4 separate regions of the Zea mays genome follow, and regions 2, 3 and 4 are each linked to region 1. A link is a contact called in public ChIA-PET and Hi-C data. All regions are on one chromosome and are shown on one strand. Each heading gives the region's core, a stretch centred on a gene start, on an enhancer-like site or on the middle of the called end of the contact. The rest is flanking DNA. Distances are from core to core; before and after follow the strand shown. Region 1 holds the start of LOC541967 (DNA-directed RNA polymerase II subunit 1). Region 2 holds the start of LOC100281074 (glycerol 3-phosphate permease). Region 3 holds the start of LOC100282755 (prefoldin subunit 2). Region 4 holds the start of LOC100286234 (vesicle-associated membrane protein-associated protein A).

What was found. A called contact is a pair of places that touch in the nucleus more often than the background predicts. ChIA-PET counts read pairs in DNA pulled down with a chosen protein or histone mark.
Region 2: a contact with region 1 is called in a Hi-C map of leaf, with 8 times the contacts expected there. The contact joins the promoter of LOC100281074 here to the promoter of LOC541967 in region 1. A contact is called at or near these places in 5 of 25 Hi-C or Micro-C datasets (bundle sheath, ear, leaf and 2 more).
Region 3: a Hi-C map of bundle sheath shows a contact between it and region 1, with 4 times the contacts expected there. The contact joins the promoter of LOC100282755 here to the promoter of LOC541967 in region 1. A contact is called at or near these places in 6 of 25 Hi-C or Micro-C datasets (bundle sheath, ear, leaf and 1 more) and 1 of 3 datasets of contacts at active chromatin or transcription factors (seedling).
Region 4: an RNA polymerase II ChIA-PET map of seedling shows a contact between it and region 1, with 5 times the contacts expected there. The contact joins the promoter of LOC100286234 here to the promoter of LOC541967 in region 1. A contact is called at or near these places in 6 of 25 Hi-C or Micro-C datasets (bundle sheath, leaf, leaf mesophyll and 1 more) and 1 of 3 datasets of contacts at active chromatin or transcription factors (seedling).

The regions. Positions count from the first base shown.
Region 1 is chr10:81,050,305-81,053,255 of Zm-B73-REFERENCE-NAM-5.0, reverse strand. LOC541967 (DNA-directed RNA polymerase II subunit 1) reads right to left here and starts at 1,560. Exons shown (of 14, transcript NM_001305817.1): 1 at 1,218-1,560; 2 at 114-377. The coding sequence starts at 1,301.
Region 2 is chr10:80,584,924-80,587,874 of Zm-B73-REFERENCE-NAM-5.0, reverse strand. LOC100281074 (glycerol 3-phosphate permease) reads left to right here and starts at 1,586. Exons shown (of 3, transcript NM_001370688.1): 1 at 1,586-1,752; 2 at 2,700-2,951. The coding sequence starts at 2,791.
Region 3 is chr10:80,678,421-80,681,371 of Zm-B73-REFERENCE-NAM-5.0, reverse strand. LOC100282755 (prefoldin subunit 2) reads left to right here and starts at 1,556. Exons shown (of 2, transcript NM_001155661.2): 1 at 1,556-1,685; 2 at 2,864-2,951. The coding sequence starts at 2,868.
Region 4 is chr10:81,353,115-81,356,065 of Zm-B73-REFERENCE-NAM-5.0, reverse strand. It overlaps LOC100286234 (vesicle-associated membrane protein-associated protein A), which reads left to right and starts at 1,519. Exons shown (of 8, transcript NM_001159122.1): 1 at 1,519-1,808; 2 at 2,430-2,500; 3 at 2,606-2,687; 4 at 2,796-2,911. The coding sequence starts at 1,748.

The DNA.
Region 1 (2,951 bases), core at 311-2,810:
TTGAATGGTGAGAATCCCTCCATTTTCAGTTTACCATGCCTCTATTTAAAATGATAACTCCGTCCAGTATAGCAAGATATATACACATCAATCAATAACTGAGCCATAGGTACCTCATCCGCGAGGATCTTGGAGCAGTTAAAGCAAACACAACGCATGATGGAGAGCACAGTCTTAATGAATCCGATGTGGAACATCGGCTTGGCAAGCTCAAGGTGCCCAAAGTGGCCTGGACACTCTGCCATCCCTGCCATGCATGTCTCGCACTTAATTTTCCGGTCGATAGTCCCCAATCGAGGGTCACTGAGCCCACCAGGCTTCGGTTTGCCCCTCTCCATGGTCTCTGCGTGTTCTATTTGAATCACCGACATTTGTCTCTACAAAAGCAGGAAGAAAGAAACAGTCATTAGTTTCTATCCCCAGAAACCTGTTCCTCGCACGCCACGTGCAAACAAACCAGAATAATGTTTTAATGAAGCGTTTCTATTCGGCAGAATAAATTATACAGTTAAAGAAACTCGGTAGTAACGTCATCTTGTTGCTAACTACCATGGAATTTCTGCTGTGTTCATATGGAACACACAGCTGTTTCAGCCGAAGTTGAACTCAGCCAGATCAGAACAATACTATACGAAACAGATCGCGTCACTTAAGAACATGCATGTGCCCAAAAAATAAGGCAAACAACAACAAAATTCAAGGTCTATCATGAGCTGTGTCGATCACAATTCACAACAGTACATGAATTAATTCATCATATTACTTGAAACCCAAGAACAAAGCAGAACTGCTAAGGTTCCAAACTCAACCATACATTTCATCTCTGCACAATACTGTTCCAGCAGTTTATATGCATAGTTCCAGGCATCAAGAAGCAAAACCTATACATTTCGGTTTTTTTCCCCTGATGATGAAGCTCAGATTGTAGGGATGAAGGTCTGTACGGTTGTGCGCTTATACTACAGATTCAGAATTGCTCGATTTCAACTAGACCAAATCAGGAAATAGGGCAATGAAGCTCAAATCAGGCACGAATTGCACCAAAACATGTCCTGAACTAGGATCCTGGGCTCCTGGCACTGGAAATGGGGTGGTACTGGTAGACTAGCAAACAGCTAGTCCAGCTACACTAAGGCTGACCACTCACTCAACTCAACCCTCGACCCGCTCGAATGACAGTAGCAGCGAGGGGAGGGGAGGGAGGCGAGGGGTATTACGATCTCGTCGGGGCTGAGGATGCCGAACTGCACGAACTCGACCTTGGCCACCTCGGCCGGCGAGTACGGGAACCTCGCATCCATCGCGTCTACACACGGCGGCGGCGCCCACCACCACCTAGGGTTTCAGATCGCTGCGCGCTGCGGCCCTCGCCACCGGGCGCCCCGCGGCACGAAGGGCCGGCCCCGCTCGCTGCGTCGAGCGAGTGTGTTTTTGGCGGCCTTGTCCGGTGGAATCGACTGGATCGGCCCCGGCCGACAGATCCGCGCGCCCGCCTCCGAGAGTCTGGAGGGAGGAGGGGAAAGGGGATTGAGGGTGCCTCTGGGGAAAGAACTCGATGGAGAGGGGGTGGGGGTCTATTTATAGACGTAGCGTGCGCCGCGGGTGCTATCCTGCGCTGGATGGCTAAGACAGCGTGGGCGCGTGAGACCGGTGTATGGTGGTACAGGTAAAGTCGGTGGGGAAGGTTGGTTGCCCTATGTGGACTGGGTGCGGCGATGCGGAACCGCTTATGGAGCGAGTGTGGAACGTTGGATGAGGGACGTACGGTGTGGGAGAGCGGTGTACCGCCTAGTGTGCTGGGTCAACACGGAGGCAAGTTCGATTGGTTGACTGTATCGGACTCGGACATATGCTGCCTGATGAGTGCCCGTTGTACTGTTGTGGGTCTGCTCTGTGGAAATAAACATCGTGAGTTGGGCTTCAATATGCGGTGTAAATAAGCCCATACAGCCGTTGTAGGCTCAGTTCATCCCGCCTTTCTCTATGTGAATTGAGTGATATTAAGGGGGTGTTTGGTTGTGTAGGAGATAAATATTCTCTGTGTTCTTATGAACACATAAACGCTTCATGAGCTCCCAATGGCATGTCTAGCAAGACAAACCCTCGAATCACAACCAGGCCTAGATCGGACGAGCTTGACCCAAGGAAATAGAGACCGGATGTCTGGGTTATGCGCAGACCGGAACGTTGATGTCTCGCGCGAAGAGGTTGCACACATCTGAAGAGCTAAACACTCGGCGTTAACTCGACTGAAAAAGTGACCGAACTTCGAATAAGCATGAATGCATCTTGCGTTAAAAGAGGATTCCAGTAGAGTTAGATATTGACAACCCGTAAAGGAATTCGGGTAGAGTTAGATAGTGACAACCTGTAAAAGAATAACTCTCTAGTCATCTATATAAGGCCGAGGGGTACCCCTACGAAAGCATCTTATCTCATCACATCCCAACACTATCCCGTAGCTCATTAACATTTTCATAGCAACCACGCACCATTAGACCAGCAGGAGAACTCATCCTCCACCACCCACAGTTCGCCTATAATCTGTATACACCAGTGAAACTCCAATACATAGCCTCGACAAAAAATAGGGTGTTACGCATTCTAGCGGCCTGAACCTATATAAACCTTCGTGTGATTCGACGTGCTCTTGCGCGTACCATCGAGTCACAGTCAACGACGTTGTCCTGGTCAAAAGCATGGCTATCATCTTCAATACCCCGGTCACCTTCAATGTCGGTGAGGTGTTCTGCTTTAGATCCCTCTCCTGCATTACGGATCAAGAAGGGGTCTTGCACCGCATCGCGGATCCATCCGAGAGAAGATCTTCTCTGATGGCGTCAATTGCGAGGGTGGGTTCGTCCCACCCGACTCTAGCAAGAACTACGTCGACGAACTCCAAGGCGCGAAGACCTCGACCAACTTTCATCCCGTGCAAGGTTGTGTCAGCG
Region 2 (2,951 bases), core at 337-2,836, 470 kb after region 1:
GTACGAAAACTATGTATACCTGAGAACGCGTACAACTCCAGGTAACGGTGGAGAAGGTCAAGTCGGACGAACACCTACGTACAAAAAAACCAACATGTAATATCAATGCCCTAAAGAAAATGGTAGCTATATAATCACTAAGAATTTACTAAACACTAACAATATACTACGCAACAAACTAGCTAACTATTTTAATAAACACTAACAACAAAAAAGCTAACTATTTACTAAACAATAAATAATTGGATAGCTAACTAATTACTAATCACTAACAAACCCTAAGAGTTTACTAACTAAGAAATTAAAAAAAAAATACCAGGGGCGGCAGTGGGCAGGCAGTGAGCGCGCGGCGGCCGGGGAAGGAGCTGCCGGGGCTGGAGCGGTGGCCGGCCGGTGGCGAGCAGGCAGCGCGGTGGACGGGGAGGGAGCTGCCGGGGCCGGAGCTCGGCGAGCAGGCTGTGCGGTGGCCGGGGAGCTCGGCGGCGGCCGGCCCAGGCGAGGTAGGCGGGCGGGGCGGGCGAGCTCGGCGTAGCTCGCCGGCGCTGGGAGGGCGGGGAGGCCGGAGAGTAGGGCGGCCGCGCCGCCGGACCTGGGCGTGCGGGTGGCCGGAGAGAAGGCGACGGCGACGGGGCGGCGGCGTTTTCCCAACGGCGGCGGTGGGCTCGGCGCGGTTACTGAACAACAGAGGAAACGGGCAGAGAGAAAGGCGTCTGGCGGATATTTCCTAGCTCGGCGCCAAGATCTGTGGCGCCGAGCTAGGTGCCACGCGGGCTGCCACGTCACGAAGCTCGGCGCCATAGGCTGTGGCGCCGAGCTGTGTTAGCTCGGCGCCACAGGCTATGGCGCCGAGCTAAGGGTCCAAAACTGCATTTAAAAATTTTTTAGGTCTAAACGTGATTTTACTTCTGTTTAAGGGCTAAAATACAAAAAATTCGGGCGTTGCGCTCACTGTGCACCTGGCTCCATGCGTTTCATCCATGACCATGACAAATAAAAAACTGTAATGACCTAGGATACGTTTACTCTTTTTCTAGTTTAGATTATATTATAAGGGTAGAAGAGTAAAATATCACTTTAACATCACAAATAAGCTAAAATAAATCAAGCAATTCTAACTTATTTATGATGTCAAAGTAATATTTTATCTCTTACTCTTCAACTATAATCTAACTTATAAAATCTAGAAGGTATATATTTTAAAAAGGACATGACGATATTGGACTGCACATGGGAAATCAGGATAAACAGCTTCTTCCAACGTGGATAAGAGACAATGGACGCCAGATAACACAAAAAGTGAGGCCGTGGAGTTTCCAAACCGGACTTGGGAACTCTGTATACGCATACGCTAGTAGTTCCCCCCCCCCCCCCCCCCCCCCCACTTTACCTAATTGCCCTCGCCTTGGTTTACCAAACTGCCAGCGGAAACCGTCGTGTGAGTGAGCGCGGTCTACGGCCAAAAAACACGTTACTAACTTACCAGTTCCGTCCAAGGGCAGCACCGTAAAATCTACCCGGCACAGCTTCCAATAAATGCCCTCGCTCGGTGACTTCCCACTCGCACTCGCACCACCCAAACCGAGCTCGAGGACACCACCACGAACAAGAAAGAACCGCACGGTCCCCGTTGCGTGGTTCCGCCGCGTCGCGTGTGCATTTGCGCGGCCGCCCAATCCGATCCGGCGAAGATCGGCCGCCCGTCCGACCCGGCGAAGATCGGCCGCTGCTCCGGGAGCACCCCCACCCCACCAGGTCCGTGCTCTGTCCTGTTCTTGATCTCCGCGGCGGTTCTGAGCCGAATCCGCAGCTTGTGCTATTGCTTCTCCGATGCTATTTTTCTTTTCACGGTGGTGTGTGTGCAGTGGGTTTGTGCCGCTGCAATGGGTTCGTTCAGGGGAGGGGTTTCGGGTGGGGAAATTTTTGGTGACGGCCTGACGGGTCGATAGGGAGTTTCTGGGGCAAAAGGTTGTGTTTTCCCAGCCCTGGACTTGGGGTCGTGCGTTGCGTCAGGTGTGAGATCATACGTGTTGACTGTTGAGAGCTGGAAATAGGGTGGGGTCACAGCACGGCTCCCGTGATTGGACTTGTGAAATATTTGCAGGGACGTTGGGCGTCCGAGTGTCAAGATCACCTTTTTACCTGCGTCCACTTGGAAAACTTCCTCCCTGTCCCTGTGCAGGTTTCAGAGAATATGCTGCTTGAGGGAGTCAGAGTTGAGACTTCGGGGGAATAATCCTTAGTTTATCGGCTGGTATAGATGCGGCTGGGCTAATATTAGGAGTTATGAGCATGAATTCGATGAAATTTTGATCCGTGGGGCGTTTAGGGACATGCAAATTTGATCGCTGTATTGTCTCTGATCCAGGGTCAGGGTTGCTAATGAACAAGATCAACAAATGTCTTGCACAGTTGCACCTGTCACCATTGAATTTGGCTAATAATAAATAAGCAGATCAATTTGTCTCCCGAAATATGCTGAGATGCTTTGGATCATTTCGGTGCATCTTTGTGGTGTAATGTAAATGAAACGGCTGCACGAGGCGGCATTGAGATTGAGATCACTGTTTTCCAACCTTCTAGAGCATGATTGTTGGTTGCATACTGTTATTACGAATTAAGAGTAGCAACCATATCATCTTGTGTCTCCTTGCGCCGGGCTTGTTATCCTGATCACATCTCCCTTGGTTGCTTTCTTTCAGGTGGTAGGTAATCGTTGCTGGTTCCAGAAGCGTCCCTGCAGCCGGCGCTAGCTGCACGGCGGTGACCTTTCTCAGCGAAACTTGTGTCCTCATGGCTCAGTCTCAACAGATGGCGAGCAAGAAACCTCCTGGCCTTAGGCTATTCGGAGGTGCCGGTTCGCTGAGAACCTACCAGACGCTAGTCCTGGTCCTCACATTCTTCGCATACGCATGCTTCCACATGACTCGGAAGATCACGAGCATCGTCAAGAG
Region 3 (2,951 bases), core at 307-2,806, 370 kb after region 1:
CGCCTGAATTTGGTGAGTAAAAAGAAGAAAAAATTCTACCCCCAAATTCATGGCGTTACAGTCGGCTTGTGTCTAGATGGCATACGTGGGATCCGGACCCGTTGGTGTAGTCTCTAGATTCCTCTTTCGAGACACGTGGCAGCACCGGACCTACTCCTGAACCTGGAGCAGGTCCTGAGGCCAGCGATCCTAACAAACGAGTCTGGTCCCGTGGGCCTGGCTGCTCAGTTCCTTAGCGTGTGGTTAAAAGGCTAACCACGCAAGTCTCTGTCTTAGACACAGTAGAAGACCCCATTTATGGGGTACCGGCAATATTATTTTTGCTCTAGTAAAATGTTTAGCCTCATAAGATAAGAAATGAACCAGAGACAAAACATTAAGCTCTTTTATTGTAGTTTTTTATTTTTAGTAATTGATATGGTAATCCTAAAATTTTAGAAAAATGGTACGAATATGATATATGATTACTAATTTTTGTATAGAATTATATAAATTTTGGATATTAGTAGAAGACATAATTGAAAAGACAAAACGGGTACCAATTAAATCAGTGTCGAATGATCGTCAACTAAAACTGACTAGGTTGTTATTTGTGTGGTTTTTATTAAACTGACTAGGTTGTTATTTGTGTGGTTTTTATTAATTTGAAGGTGCTAAACAACTGATTTTGAAGATAATGGTGTGAAGTTGACCATTCTCTAAAGGTAAGGGGTTATGTAGGCTTAGAGCATCTCTAAGGGATTCTCTATTTTTGACACTTTATTTGACTCTCTATTTACCTTTGAGAAAGATTAAACTCTATATGTCACAATTTATTGCAATAGACTCTCTAATAGACAGACAAGTTAGTTTGGTTAGCTGGAGTGGCTAGCCAAGTTTAGTTAGCGAGAGAGCTAACTTTGAGCCGGATCGTTTAGCGAGTTGATGATTATTTTGATATTAAACAGCTAAAATTTAGCTTAATGGATCATTTGACTAGTGTGTTGGAGATGCTTTTAATTCTTAAAAATAGCTGTTTTTTAATCAGAAAAATTGGACAACAGTTGAGACGGATAATTCAGGGCACGTACAGTGCACAGACGGCTACCATCTACAAGTTTTTTTGAAAAGTACATGCAGACGGATGAATAGACAGCTCGTACAATCACCTGTCTATTTACATCATGTATATATTATTTATAATTCATTTAAGGCCCTTAATGGTTTCTATATGAGATGAGAAGTTCTGGTGAAAGATGCTCCTGTTCGTACAACGGTAGATGAGGCCGTCGCTTGGCATGTGAGCACGAGACGACGGCAAGCTCCTCTTCCTTCTTTTTATTATAGTCCACGTAAGCAAATTTCTGTGACATGGCATCATACAGACGACTCATTTAAGAGCGCTGTACATGCCCTTAGTCTTTTTTTTCCCTCGTAGAGTATTTACGCAGAAGCATCTCCTGGAGACCTGGACTGATGGAAAAAAAGGCCCCATGGCCCATCCAGGCCTGCCTCAGGCCCAGGCAATTTTTTTTTATTGCCCAGTCTAGTGCCTACCTGCCTTCTCTAGTTCTCTCCCCTACACGCCGCGTGCGCGCGCCGTGCTCTCTCTCGCTCGTGGGGACAGCTGCGCGACCGCCGCCGCCCTACGCCAGGCGCCCAGGTCTTCGGCAGTACCTTCGCCGGCGACGAACTAGCACCCACAGGTATGTTCACCCCTTCTCCCCCTTACTTCTGTGAGAAACCGAGCTTCGTAACCCTAACTTGACCCATTTGTCTACTATCTGTATGTGTACTCGGATCTGTTTCTGATCTACTAATTTACAAGTGTTATGCCTACCAACTTCGGGAATTTGCGTCTGGGTCACTATTTGCTGAATAAAACCCTGTGATGAATGTATGTCCTGTATTAGCTTTTGACATCTCCCACTTACATCCAGAAATAATAGTGCCGCTTTGAGGTGATGCTAGTGCTTGTGTCCGGGAGGAATCACTGTTTTTATTATTTCTTGGATTATCGATCATGTGCCAGTAAAGTTGCGTCATTAGTAACGGAGAATGGTGCCAGTAGATGTTAGGCTGATGAATTGCTCTGCTATGCAAGTTTTCTCTCTTTCTTGGCCAGTTTGTGTTATGCGGTAGTATTTTTATTTTTATTATTGGTTTCTGGGCTACGTGAATAGGATTTGCTATGCTCATTAAATGTTTATGCCAGTTAACTATCCTTTTCGATATGTTATTACTCTTCCTCCATTCCCGTTACAGCAGGGAGCATGAAGCCTGTGTTTGAATGCTTATTATACCGTTATGGTCATAAAACGGTTAGCAGCTAGGATCTGCATCGCTTTCTTATAACAAATTCCTCCTTACATCTCGAGCAAGCTGTAAATCTACTTAGTTTTTTTTTTCTTTTTGCGAGGACAAATTTACTGACTTAATAGGCAAGACTGTTATTTAGTTGTGCACAGCCCAATACTGCCTGCAAAAACTGAGGCAAATTCTGGTAGTATGATTTACGAGAGGCAGGCAACCAAGTTTACTCAAATAGTTGATGAGGTGATTACAAAGTGCTGAACATTACTTTTCGCAGCATAGCATATAAAATATTTTCCCCATTTGCTCATATTTCTTAAATTGTAACGCTATTTTTTTTAAAAAAAAAAACTTCCTTATCCTTGGTTACTGCTTGTTTGATTATATTGCTTGCTTGGTGATGTTTATGATAGTTCTCTATTTAGTGCTACGGAAATGTCGATGTGTTTGGCTTTAATTGTTTTATCTTGAACTCTTAGCTTGCAGTCTTGCACCTGTGCTTAAAAGCTGCAATTTTCTTCATGGGCTTTTGCCGTTAGTGATTTTGTTCTCCGGTTATCTGCATCACTAGGAAAATGGCAAGCAGAGCAGGTGGCGATGGCAAGGAAGCCATAAACGAGCAGGTAATCGCCAACACCTACGCCAACATGCGCACCGAA
Region 4 (2,951 bases), core at 270-2,769, 300 kb before region 1:
GAATAGTTGCTTTGATAATGAATCCAATTTAATTACACGTGCTCAGATATCGACATCCAAACGGAGCATAGTTTTTGGCTCATGTCTTCGCGTATATACCCTCTTCATTTTTTCGTTTTCTTCCTTGCATTATTTCTGTCATTTCTTAAGAACCATATCAGTGCACTGTAAGAAAGATGGCAGACCAAGTTCATTCCAAGAAAAAAAATCAAAGCCATAAATAACTTTCCGCCAAAATCAATCACTACTGCGTATGATCACAGCATACCATGCACTAAAAGATGTGAAAGCTACGTCCACTGTTATCCCAAACTACCTAATTCCAAAATCCAAATATACACTCACAAAAGAGAACCTACGTGTACATGGCCTAACAAAGCTCTAAACTATAAATTGCTGAAAATGGTAAAAATATCTTAATATGTAGCTCCTACAAACAATACTGGCACTAGATGTTTTTTCTTGTTAGTCGAACTGACATGCTTAAATCTATAATCAATTTATGTAATGACATTATATTTATGTGTAAAGTATGATAACAAAGCCTCATGTTTGTGTTTGTAATAACCAAAGAGAGAAGGCGCCGCCGTCGGGCGGGTGGGCCCACACACGACCAACCGCTGCTAACTCGCGTCGATTCTCTCCCCCGCGTCGTGTCTCGTTCCGTCTCGTCCATTCGCTCGTCGTCGGAGCGCCGTGCCGGATGACGCAGAGCATGAGAGGCGGAGGGAGCGATCACAAGAAAGGCGTCGTCCATTCGCTTCCTAATTAATGGTCTGGCGCTCATTCTCAGAGTCTCACACTCACTAAATTGAACAGAAGCACCTTATAGTCGACATTAATGGTCTGATACTCATCTCTTGGCCCGACGCTCTTAGAAAAGTTTGTAATGGCTAGCTTTTAGAGTTGGGGCTATTTACACTTTTTCTTAGGAAGGGTATGCTTCAACTAAGAAAAATGTGCGGAGAGTTGAGGCGCGTCCATTTATGCTCTAGCCATAAAAAATTCTTACAAAAACATTATGTCATTGATGTAGGTGCTTTGCAAAATGCTTAGGTAGGTTTAGTCCTAGTATTTAATGAGATTTGCATATCTCTTACCACTGTTTTTTTACTAACCATTGGGCCTGCCCTTGTATTTGTTTGAATCTGTATTTTTTTTTGCAAGTTCCTTGAAAACAACCAAACTTAAGAAAGAATGCATTTGATTTTAACGAAGGTTTAGCATAAGGATTTGACCAACCTAATATTGTATTATATCGTTTCACAGCTGAATCTGATCCATAAGCAATTGAAGGCTGCACAGTGATGCAACTGCATGTTCCGACCTGTACCTGAACATTTGGCAGCCAGCTGCGCACGGTGTAAAGCCACCACGTCACGGATCCATCCAGCTCAGCTGCTGCATAGTCCAGTTTGCCACCAACCAAAGGGTAGAACCGTCATTTCGTACGGTAGTTCATCAAGGGAAATGACCCCATGCCTTAAACACATTTCTGCTGCAACCTTCTTTTTTTTTATGCCCGGCACTGCAGCGAGGCAGGAGGGCGACCGGAATTTCCCATCTCTCCTTCTCATCATTCCTTTCGGGATTTCCCCTCCTGGTTCCCATCGATCAGAGGGCCCGGCGCTGTTGCCTTTCGCATTCGATTCCTTTCGGGTCGGATTTGTGGCGGAGCTCTTGATTTGCTCCGTCCCTGCCAGAGGAGGAGGGCTTGCTGGATCAGGGATCGAGCAAGGAAGCAGCCATGAGCGGCGGCGGAAGCGTGAGTTTCCTCGAGATCCAGCCGTCGGAGCTCGCATTCCCCTGTAAGTTCTCCCAGATCTCGTATCTAGGCTGTTTGGATCATGTTGGGATGCTGACGTAACTGTTCCTTTTATTGGATCTTGGTCAAAGCTGTGATCTTGGTAGGGAAACATGGTCGGCGATCCTCCCTAGGTGGACTTGCTACCCCCTAATCAGCTTGGTTCGTGGAGTGGGTTGTAGAATCGTGCCTTCTTGTAGCAGTAGGTTGCGCCCATCATTCGAATGACGTGTGCTAGTATTTGTGTGCCGATCTGTTCGTCTGCTGGGGGTTTGAGTGGGCCAGATTTGTTTGATTCTTGGTGCACGCTTCCGGTGTGCATTGTGTGTGGTGAGTGGTGAGTGGTGACTCGTCGTTTTGGTAGTTATTTGGCCTTTCCGGGGCTTTGGGATCTAGTACAAAAGATTGCGTTGTAACTGTATTGGTGTGCGCTGTTTGTTTTCGTGTGGTAGCGTGAAATAAAATTTGCCTGTATATTTGGCGCCGCTTTTGACTCTGGTCATTGTCTGCCTGCTTAGCTTGAAATAACTGCAATGCGTTATAGGTCTTTCAATTGACTATACAGTAGGTTAAACTGTCCTGCTATGTGCCTGAACTGTTTTTTATTTTTGTTTGTACATGACAGTTGAGATAATGAGGCAGAGCTCGTGTTCCATGCAACTGACCAATAAGACTGACCATTATGTAGCATTCAAGGTAACTATTGTTCAATGTCACTTTTCATGCTCCAAGAGTCCAAGATATTCACTTGGATAGATTGCACTGTAGACACAAATCTTATATCTTATCTGTGATTTGTAGGTCAAAACAACCAACCCAAAGCAGTACTGTGTGCGTCCTAATATTGGTGTTGTATTACCTGGCTCAACTTGCAATGTTACAGGTAGCACCGAAATCCATGACATTGTGAAACAACAGCCTGATGCTAGGAAATCCACTTAACGTGACTCAAATTTGTACTTATGTCTGCTTAACCTTTGTCTGTTGTTAGTGACAATGCAAGCACAGAAGGCTTCACCACCTGACATGCAGTGCAAGGACAAGTTCCTAGTTCAAAGCGTTGTGGCCGAGAATGGTGTGACAGCTCAAGATATTAATGCAGCAATGGTAGCTACTCTGCCACTTGATTAGTTATATTTCCATAAGG